Regions from separate parts of the Rattus norvegicus genome. Here region 1 is linked to region 2. The links are chromatin contacts, called in public Hi-C maps. All regions are on one chromosome and are shown on one strand. The core of a region is the stretch at or near the end of the contact, and the rest is flanking DNA. Distances in the headings are between cores, read along the strand shown. Region 1 holds the start of Vsnl1 (visinin-like 1). Region 2 overlaps Vsnl1 (visinin-like 1).

Region 1 (5,008 bases), core at 1,993-4,492, 98 kb after region 2:
GAAAGAACAGGAGGGCCAAGATTATCTCTTAAAGGCATGGAACTGTGTGTAGGCACTCTAGAAATATTTTTATGGATGAAAAGGGGGAAAAATGAGAAAATTGGGGGAAGGGTGGAGCAAAGGATAAGGAAACGATGAGAGAATTCGGAGGGTGGGGAGGGATGAAGCGGGCTATATATGTACTATGGCTCTTGTTCAGTTAACGAGTGAAGGAAGCTGCGTAGAGGGAAGAGCATACCACCCCAAAGAAAAGCTGTGTGCATATGCATGCATGCATACTCGAAAGCTCCAAAGGGGTCACGGGGCCTCATTACCCTTCTCTCTAACCCCACCAAGCATTCTCTCCATAGCCTTTCTGACCCACCCCACAGCAGGTGACTTCCCCTGGAGGATTTCCACACAGCCTGGAGATGCACATCTCTGACTTGGCTCCTGCCTTCCAGGAGCCCGGGGAGTTGGCAGAGTCCACTGTATGTTTATCCTGCAGCTCCTCTGCTCCACAACATTCCCATTCCTGCAGCTGCAGCAGCTTGGGAGGAGGCTAGACTGGCAGAGGGGTGGGGATGGCACCTGCAGTATCTCTGTAGCCTGGAGCCACTGAGGGATTCTGGGAGTGGAGCCAGGAGAAATGGATCTACCCCAGGCAGGTCTCATACAGGATCTACCCTTGCCTCTGGTTTGCTGATGCCTCCCAGAAACACTAAAGGTCTTAAATAAATTGAGATGCACAGAGTGCCAGGGAGAGTAGACTAAAAGTCAAAAGGGAAAACAAACATAACGCAATGAGGCGGGTTTCTTAGAGGTGAGGGGCAATGGAGAGCGTAAAAGCCCCTCCTCACCCAGCAAGACCATCTCATGCCAAATGAAATGAGCACGGCACATACATCTGAAGACCACAGCAGTATCGCTGAGAATGCTGAACACTGCAGAGGAGAAGAGAATGTTTGCACTCAACATGACTTTTTTAATTGTCCCATAGGCCGGAAGTTAATTGGTCTCATCTAGTTGCATGGCTGTGGGCCTCATTTCCAAATCTGTAAAACAAGAGCTTTAGAATAGATGGACTATTCTATAAAGGGCTCTGGCTGATTTTAGCTTCTATACCTGTCAACCTAGGAGCCAGAGAATCTGAGGCACAGCATCAGCGATGTTTAATACGTGACTCTCCCATTTCCTCTGCCATCTATTTACCCATGCAGAGCAACACACACACACACACACACACACACACACACACACACACACACACACACAGAGGTCACTGAACCAATGCCAACTCAGGGATGGCAATAAGTATGGCTCAAATGTGACCACGATTGGTCTTTCTGCCCTGGAGTAAGGAAGAGGAGAGAGGCTGTGTGATGTCTACTTTGGATTTCCAGGGAGAGGCTATTCTCGAATTTTCTAGCCCAAATTTTATGCATTGAAGTAAATCGCATATTCCTTTGAGGGGCTGAAAAATGGCTGGACTGATCAAACCATCGAAAGATGAGCAAAATGTTCCTCTCTTTTGTTTCTTTTATTTCTTACATTCATTTATTTTCATCCCAGAGATCAGATTGACTTTTCTGTGGAAATCCAGTACACAGCAGCCCCTCTTCTCTTGTCTGCCTCATACCATTCTGCCAGTCTGCTTCAATGCAGCATTTTCTGGGGGTTGTTTAGCTCCCCGATCTTGGTGAGAGGACACTGGTGAGTACGGTCTACAATGATGCAGACCCCACCCCCATGACACACGCAGATGGAGACACTTTAAATGATAATGGGCTAAAATGAGTTTGCACAAGTTTCATTTTAAATTTGTCTCAGCCTAAAATTCTTTTAAACTAAGGGGAAAAATATGTGGATATAAAACTCCCTGGCTTCTCATGCCTTCAAGTGGGATGTGGCTCTCAGACAGTGTGTACTTTGTGCCTTCCACACCCACCAGCAATTCCATCTCAGTTTAGTCTCCAAAATATGGACAGGAGGGCAACTCTGGAAAAATGGATTCCCACTCTGGCATTTCACTGAGTACATTCGCGCAGAGATGAGCTCTCTCCCTCTTCCTGCCTGTGAGAAACATCCCTGCATCTCTACCCCCTGCCCTTACACATTCTCACACCTTGGAGGGTATATTTTGGTAATCTGTTTTTCCCTCAAACAGGGTTTGACCTTGTGAAGACCCCTCTTCCACTTTCCGAGGCAGGAACAACCCAATTTAAGTTAAAAACACAGAACGACCTTTTCTCCTTTAAAGCAACATTTGCAAATGCAACATGCCAAGGGGTGCAGTTCCCAGCCCTGCATTCCGGAAGGCGAATGCGGAATGCAGAGTCAGGTAGCTAGCTAGTTAGGTCTTCATACAGCCACTCTCGACTCTGCTCAAAATCAAAGATGCTGTAGAACAGAGCTTTGCTTTTCTTAACAATTCATCATTGCGACGAATAGGGAAAAGAAAAAGAAAATAGCATTTTTCCAAGTACTAAGCAATATACTTGTGTGCCTAACTCCTTGGGTTTTAAACACTAGCATCCTGCATAGCAACCAATCCCACACCAGCCTCGTCCACTCAGTTTTACTTAGCAAACACCTTTTGTGCTTCTCCACCGTGAAAAAAAAATGGTGCACCAATCCCACGTATAGACAGGTTGGTACTTAACTGCAACCGCTCAATAGTTTTATCAGCAACTGGGAAACTTCACAGTCGTATAATTAGCTACTTAAGTCCGTCTAAGGAAACCTACCTATTTGTAGTCTTATACTGAAAAAGCTCCTAGTCTCACCTGTCTTTAATCTAGCCGAAGTCCCCTGAACACGCCGCATATAAACACTCCTTCCCCCACCGCATTATTCCAAAAGGTCCCCTATGAACCAGCAGCACATTCCGACCCACTAACGTTAACCAAGGCAACTGTCACCATGCATTTAGTAACATCTATGCAAAGCAAAATATGTGACAATAGCCCAAGCATCTCTTGACAATCGGCTGCGCTACACATGCAAAAAATGCAACGAAGATTATATTTTCCACTTACAGTTATAGCGCTGTGCACCGTCACTTAAGGAAAATGATAAAACTAAACAGTTCTTTCAAAAAAATATATATATTTAATTCAGACTAACGGCTAAACCGTCTCTGTGAGTGGTTCTCTCTCGCTTCTTTTCTGGGAGCTCCGGGCTGCTTAAATCCCTCTTGGATTGCGCCTTGCAAGCCCAGTGGCCGCTGCAACACGCTCGGGTGAATCTCTGCTGCAGATTGGGAATCCCATAGAAAACCTAGGGTCCCTGGAGCTGCGTGCGCAAGCGCGCGAGCCTCCACCTCTCTACTCCCCCCGCCCCCTCGTTTCTCCCTCCACCCTCCTCCTGCCGCTCCGCAGCCCAGCCTGGAGAGTTGTGACCAAAAGCCGCTTGGCGATGGCGCATGCTCAGATGCAGGGCTCGGAGTTTTTGCAGATTCCTAGGCTCCGGATTTTAGCAGACACTCAAAAGGAGATCGGGAAAAGGAGCCCGGCTAACTCTATCCCTGTACCAGGATGGGAACGAGGTAGGGCAGATGGTGTTCATTCACCACTCCCTGAAATTCTGGGGCCAAGTGACTGAAAGCTATGCCAGAGGAGACAAGAACACGTGGGCTTGTTTTCCTCTCTGCACTCAGTTTTAGCCCAGCCTTTGACCACCTCTTGTCAGACTGTAGGATGAAGAGAACTGCAGAAATCGCTGGAGAAGGCTGCCAGGCGAGCCCTAAGCACCTGCCCTTGCGCCACTGAGAGAATTACTGGAGAATGGGAGCCAAGTGTCTGGTGGCTGGGCCATGTAGAAGCAATGGGTGTTAGAGAGCTGGTCTTGAGGCTTCTGAACCTTGGTGACTATCCACGAATGATGAAAAGTGCCATCTTTTATACACAAAGCAGTTACATACTGAATATTCTTTGCTTCGGGCAAGGATTAGGTGTGGAGAGAAAGTAGCCAATAACCCTTCAGATTCAGGTTGAAGGTTTGGGGTTTCACCTTCCTCATCATCCCTAAGGTCCTTCCTAAATGGCTGTCCTCTGCCAGCTCTACCCCGCTGCCCATTGGCCTGCCAAAGCCTAGAAAACTTGGCAAAGAGTAGTGCCTAGTAAATGCTGGTGGCTTCTCTACCTGGAAAGCAAGGACGAATTCTCAAATACTCCCAGCTGATGGGGTTCTCCAATTTACTGTTTCCCTCATTCTCTGATTTTTCTTTGGAGTACCCACTAGCAGGCACTGCCCTGTGTTTACAGGGTTGATGGCGTTTATGACAATCTGTCTAGAGTTTCATTCTTGTGGGAACTTCATTTTCAAGGAAAGGAGGGTCTGGGAACCTAATGAAAACCAGTGTTTTCCTTTATCCCGGTGCTCTGCGTTTGCCCACGGTCTTTACACACCTTGGTACATTCAGAGAAACTGCAATTCCTAGAGCGCCCCTGGTGGTCAACCAGCTTTAAAACGGTTGCCAGGCGGCAGCAGTCTCCAAATTGGGAGAGCGACTTGGAATGCATTTGAAGTTACTAAGGCTGGCCAGAGAAACTGGGAGAGGGTCTCAGGCCATGGCACTAAGCAGGTTCAAAGCTAATCTCATCCAGCTCAGGAATGAACGCTCTTTCCAGGCCAGACTCCTCAGAAAGGTGCCAAAGACAGCGCACCTTCAGGAATCCCAGAACAGAGGTAGTGGCCATCCCCTCCCTGTAGAGCTCTTCCGCCACGTGTGGGTGACAGTGAAAACCAGGGGGCTAGGACAAGGCACGCTGCAGAGCCGAGCACGGAGTGAATCCCGAGGCGCCCGCCCTGCGCTCCCAGGCCGCAGTGCGCACTGCGCAGTAGGGCATCCCCGCGGGCTAGGCGGGTTCTTTCGGTTTCTCCCGAAGGACTAGTGGCTCAAGTCCGATTTGAATAAGTCGCTTTTGTTAGCCAGGGAGATCACCTAGGAGAGTTTTCAAAGCAATGCCCCATCTTGTTTTCCCCACTGAGGCGGTCTGGTGTCTCCTTGGAGAACAGCCAATGCACT
Region 2 (5,149 bases), core at 370-2,869:
TGTATGTATATTTATATGTATTTGTGTATGTGCATGCATATGTGTATGTGTATTATGAGTGCATGTATGTTTCCTGTGAATGTGCATGAGTGCATATATATGTTTATTGTGTGAAAATGTTGTATGTGCAAGTATGTGTTTATATGAATGTCTTTATTATTTAAGATTGTGTCTGCATTTATGTGCCTATATTGAATGTGTGTATATGTTTGTATAAATATGTGTATGTGTTCTTAGGGAGTATTATGTGGGCCACACCTAAGGAAGTAGTGCATCAATTGAAGGACACAACAGAGGTTTCTGCCTGTGGTTAGTTTGGATGGCACGCGACACCTGTTGCAGTGGGTACAGTATAAACACACCGTGATGGGCTCTAACCGGCCTGAGCAGATCTGGGCTTCTTAAACCACCCCGAACAAGTTCATCTCTTAGGGGAAAATGAAAATTCTCACTGGGACCAGTTTGGAAGGGATCTGGGTTCTGCATATTGATGACATCACAGGAGCTGCCTCCACTGATGCAACTGGGGTCTGATGACTTCTCTGGGGTCTTCAGGGTCTGAAGCAGGAAACTTAGACACACTGGACAGTCAGCGAGGCATCCTGGAAGGGGCAGACGATGAATGTGGCTGAGGCTGGCAAGCACCTTATTGTGCAGACAGAGCAGGCAGTGTTGGAACTGGAGCCCAGCCTATAGCTGTCCAGTGACTCAGCCAAGCCTGCTTGGAGGGCAACAGGCTGGAGACTGATGCTGGGGGGCTGAGCTAGGCCTGAGGAGTCTCCCTGCCACCCGTCCTTGTTTATTGTTGGATATCCTGACTCCCAGCAGGGAAGCTCTCCTCTCACAGTTCCATATTTATCTCTGAGTCTTCAGGGAAAGCAGAGAGCTGCCTCCCACAGCCTCCCAGGGCTCCCTCCAGCAGGCTCATGAATAAAGATACCTCTCCTAGGAGAGATCTCCAGGTTTTCCCTCAGGGGAGGGCAGGGCCAGTGGTACTTGAGAGTGGGACTCCGGTAAACCAAAGGGTGGTGTCAGGAGCAGAGTGGGGATGCCACCTAAAGCACTGGAATCATTTCTTCACTTGATGCCTCAGTTTCTCTGCCTACAGACCAAGAACTGGAGCAGAATGCCCGAGGGGCTCCTCCCTTCCAGGTGAAGCTTTACAGCCATTGATCCCGAAAGGAAGGAAAATATTTTCTAACTTCCCAAGCACTCTCCAAATACAGGGCAGACCATGAGTAGCTCTGGAAAAGTACAAGGGAATACAGTTTAAAAAATGTAGTTGATTTAACCTGTCCCATTCAAAACCCACCACACCAGTATCATGTCAACACTGAATCAACACGAAAGCTGTTAATGAGATGTTCTTTTTGGGTGGGGATGGGGGTGAGAGGGTGTTTGAAATCACTGAACTCAGCTCCGCCTAGCCACATTCCAAGTGGGAATGCTAACAGAAATCATGTGAAGCTTTTGTACCAGAGTAACACCTTCCTTTTCCCTAAAAAATTGCTTCCTGTTTCCTCTTTTCCAGTTACTGTGCATCAGAGACACTGCAGAAATTACCCTGGCTTTATGTAACATTCCCGAAATGTTTGTTACTTCAGCAAATCCTAACTCCTGCTCCCTAGAGATACATCAATATTTTCCCTTGCTCCAAGAAGCATCAGGACCTCCCCCCCCACCCCCAGGGGCTGTGTTGTCTTAGAGCAATGGGTGAGCTATAGGGGTCATGTCAAACCCTGGGCTGCATTTCTGAAGTGTGACTATGAGCAGAGCTCTGTGTTTCTGAGCCTCAGTTTTGGGGTGTAAAGATGTCTGTTCCCTAAGGGTAGCTGGGAGAGTTGATGCAATAGCTTATGTAAAGCATTTGTAAGATGCCAAGCGCAAAGAAGATGCTAAAAAAAGCGACCTATTCCCAGTCCTCCTGCTGTTGTCATGTGGATACTGGTTGTAGAATCTATCTCATAATTTGTAATGTCTCTGAAGACTAGATGTGGACATAATTGGCTAGAAAGGACACAATTGACTTCACATTTATTGACACATGTCATTTTAACTCTTTTGGTCTGTTTATTTTAGATCCCACAACAGACTTAAAAGGTCAAGCTTGTAGATGAGGAAACAGCACAGAGAGGCAATGTTACTTCCTAAGGTCACACAGTAAATGGCAGAGCTGAGATGCAAGTGCCCAAAGGCCAACTGCAGAGCTCCCTGGTAGCACATGAATGAAGAGATTTCTGACCTCAAGTTCTGCGATCGTGTAGGGCAGGGATCCAAACCCAGATTTCATCAAACAGAGTCCCATCACTGGTATTTACAGATTTCCATTTGCCTGTAACCTGTTACCAGTCCTGCTTTTGGCTGCCCTGCTGTCCAGGGCTTTCTTTGGGAGGGAATGCTGGGTGTGTCATTCCCAGAAGACCTCTGACACTTCTGGTTCAACACCAGAGCTTAGACTCTGCCAACTTTGATCATTTCTTTTGAGGATTGTACTGGCTGGTTTTATGTGTCAACTTGACACAAGCTGCAGTTATCACAGAGAAAGGAGCCTCAGTTGTGGAAATGCCTTCATGAGATCCAGGTGCAAGGTGTTTTCTCAACTAGAGATCAAGTGGGGAGGACCCAGCCCATTGTGGTGGTGCCATCCCTGGACTGGTGGTCTTGGGTTTTATAAGAAAGCAAGCTGAGCAAGTCAGGTGAAGCAAGCCAGTAAGACACATCCCTCCATGGCCTCTGCATCAGCTCCTGCTTCCTGTCCTGCTTGAGTTCCAGTCCTGACTTCCTTTAGTGATGAACAGCAATGTGGAAGTGTAAGCTGAATAAACCCTTTCCTCCCCAACTTGCTTCTTGGCCGTGATGTTTGTGCAGGAATAGAGACCCTGACTAAGACAAGGACTATACATTCCTACCCTGCAGCCCAGATGCCTCCTCAGGAACCTACCTGGGTCAAGCCCTGTGACTGTAGTAACTGGAGTGCTAGTCCAAAAAGCTTTTTAAGCAGTGGAGTTATCTGAAATATGTGGAAGGATGCCTTCATGGCAAAAGTAGTGTGCCCAGAGGGGTGTGTGTGTTTGTGCACATACCTGCCTGTATGTGAGTGTGAGTGTGTGTGTGTGTGTGTGTGTGTGTGTGTGTGTGTGTGTGTGTGTTGTAGAGCTAGGCTGGAGTCTGAGTGGGCTTTCTTTTATTTAGATCCAGCAGTCAGCCCAAGCCCACCACTTGGGGGCAGCACTGTTTTTGTGCTAATATACAGTAAGGCCTTCTTGAAGCTGGACTCTTAGTGAGATGCAGGTCAGAAGAATTCTATGAAGAAAGGCAAGTGAACAGCAATGAGTCTTCTGAGCTTGGGCCTTGAGAACTTTCCCAGTTTCGTCGAGTATCCAGTCTCAGGTATTTCAATCCTATATTGATTATAAGGAGTCCTGGGTTCTGCCCACACTCTTCCTGCTGGGTACCTTACCATCCACACTCCTTGATGGTTCCCACTGGTCCTTTGTATCTCTCCTCAAAGGAAACTTCAGAGCTTCTTCCCAGAGGTTTTCCTTTCAGTCTTAACCCTGTAGCAATCCACCCTCTGCTGAACCAGTGATGTCCTCTCTGATGGATGACGGCATCCTGAATCTACCATGGTAATGTACCACCCCCACAGCTCTGCTATAATGCCCTTCAGAGAATGCTCGGCCTGACTTACTTATAGATCATCAGTGCTTTAGAGCACAGAGTCCTGAATTAACATTTCCTGACTGATTCAATAGCTGAAGGTGGCCTTTTCCCCAGCTCTGCTGCAGACAGACAGTTCTTTTCTTAGTCTCACTATTAAATTAAACCAAGAGGGTACTTTTAAGGCCAATTTCAACATTTCCGTTCATAGTTCTTTCTGAAGGATGGTTTGCTGAAGGACATGTGTGGCATATGCTTTTAAAAACACACATAAGCTCTTCAGTGCAGCTAGTATTTTCTCCTGACTATAAAGACAAAACACATTTATGAACACAAAATCCGAACCACAGTGACAGAGGGATAATTATCCAAGGCCCTACCACTGACGGGCATCCACCGTTCACAGTGAATATTTTCTAATACTTGCCCATTGACTTGGTAATTATGTATTGAACACTGGTAATGTTTCAGGCCTCAGGGACTGAGAAGTGAATCATACTAAGAGCAACAAAAGCCACACCATGCACACATTCTTCTCATGTGTGTGTGGATGCACAACTCAGTGCCAGCTCAAAGCAATCTGCCCACATGTGTGAAGTATAGTTATGCTTTTAAATGCATGTTTTCACTTCCTGCTACGTTGTTTAAGTCTTCATATCATTGTTTTTTAAAGTTAATTAATTTATTTATGTACATGCATGCTCTATCTGCATGTACATCTACATCCCAGAAGAGGGCATCAGATGCCAGTATAGATGGTCGTGAGCCACCATGTGGATTCTGGGAATTGAACTCAGGACCTGTAGAAAGGCAGACAGTGCTGTTAACCACTGAGCTGTCTCTCCATCACCACATACCATTGGTTTTAAATAATTGGTTAATATTACTGTGCATACATGCTATATAATTTCCTTAATAAAATATTTGTTTATTGGTTTATTTATTTGCAGTGTAGTGCCCGGTTCCTCATGTGTAGTTGGCCAGTTTATTGAGCTACACTTGAGTTCTCAAGTAATGGTTGAAAACATCACTGTCACTAAACCTTGGTAAAATAATTCCATTTATAAAATTGATCTAGTTATCTTCTAAGCATAAATTACCAGCAAAGAAATGAATACAGTTGACTCTTGACCCATATTATCAGAGGATCATGGGACAGTTAATCAAGATACTCATTCATTTTACATAGCCTGGAGCATTAACACTCTCCTTAATCTTGCTTTTGACTGGACAAGAATGATGCTACTTCAGGATAATAGCACTCCCATATTTCTCTGACTTGTAGTGAGGTTGAACATCTTTTGTATGTCTCTTGGAAAACCATAAGCAACTTTCTTTCTTTTTCTGAACAAATAAGGTACACCCAACTTGGTGCCCCCGGAACACACATGGTCCAGGGTATCTAATTAGCACAGAAACCCAACGAATACATTTGGAGATGATGTCATACCAGTGTGAAAAAGTAGGACCCCGTGGCAAATCCATTTTT

The links. Hi-C and Micro-C count contacts between places; a contact is called where the count stands out from the background.
Region 1: a contact with region 2 is called in a Hi-C map of frontal cortex, with 2.5 times the contacts expected there. The contact joins the promoter of Vsnl1 here to the enhancer-like site in region 2. A contact is called at or near these places in 4 of 12 Hi-C or Micro-C datasets (frontal cortex, kidney, liver and 1 more).

Annotation. Positions count from the first base shown.
Region 1 is chr6:39,875,314-39,880,321 of GRCr8, forward strand. It overlaps Vsnl1 (visinin-like 1), which reads right to left and starts at 3,243. Exons shown (of 4, transcript NM_012686.2): 1 at 3,018-3,243.
Region 2 is chr6:39,779,437-39,784,585 of GRCr8, forward strand. The region is part of intron 2 of Vsnl1 (visinin-like 1); the gene reads right to left. Among named protein-coding and RNA genes, the nearest start is that of Smc6, 84 kb to the left of the region's middle. Within about 2 kb of position 1,620, at least 23 of the 93 cell types and tissues checked have an H3K27ac peak or open chromatin away from gene starts, as enhancers often do.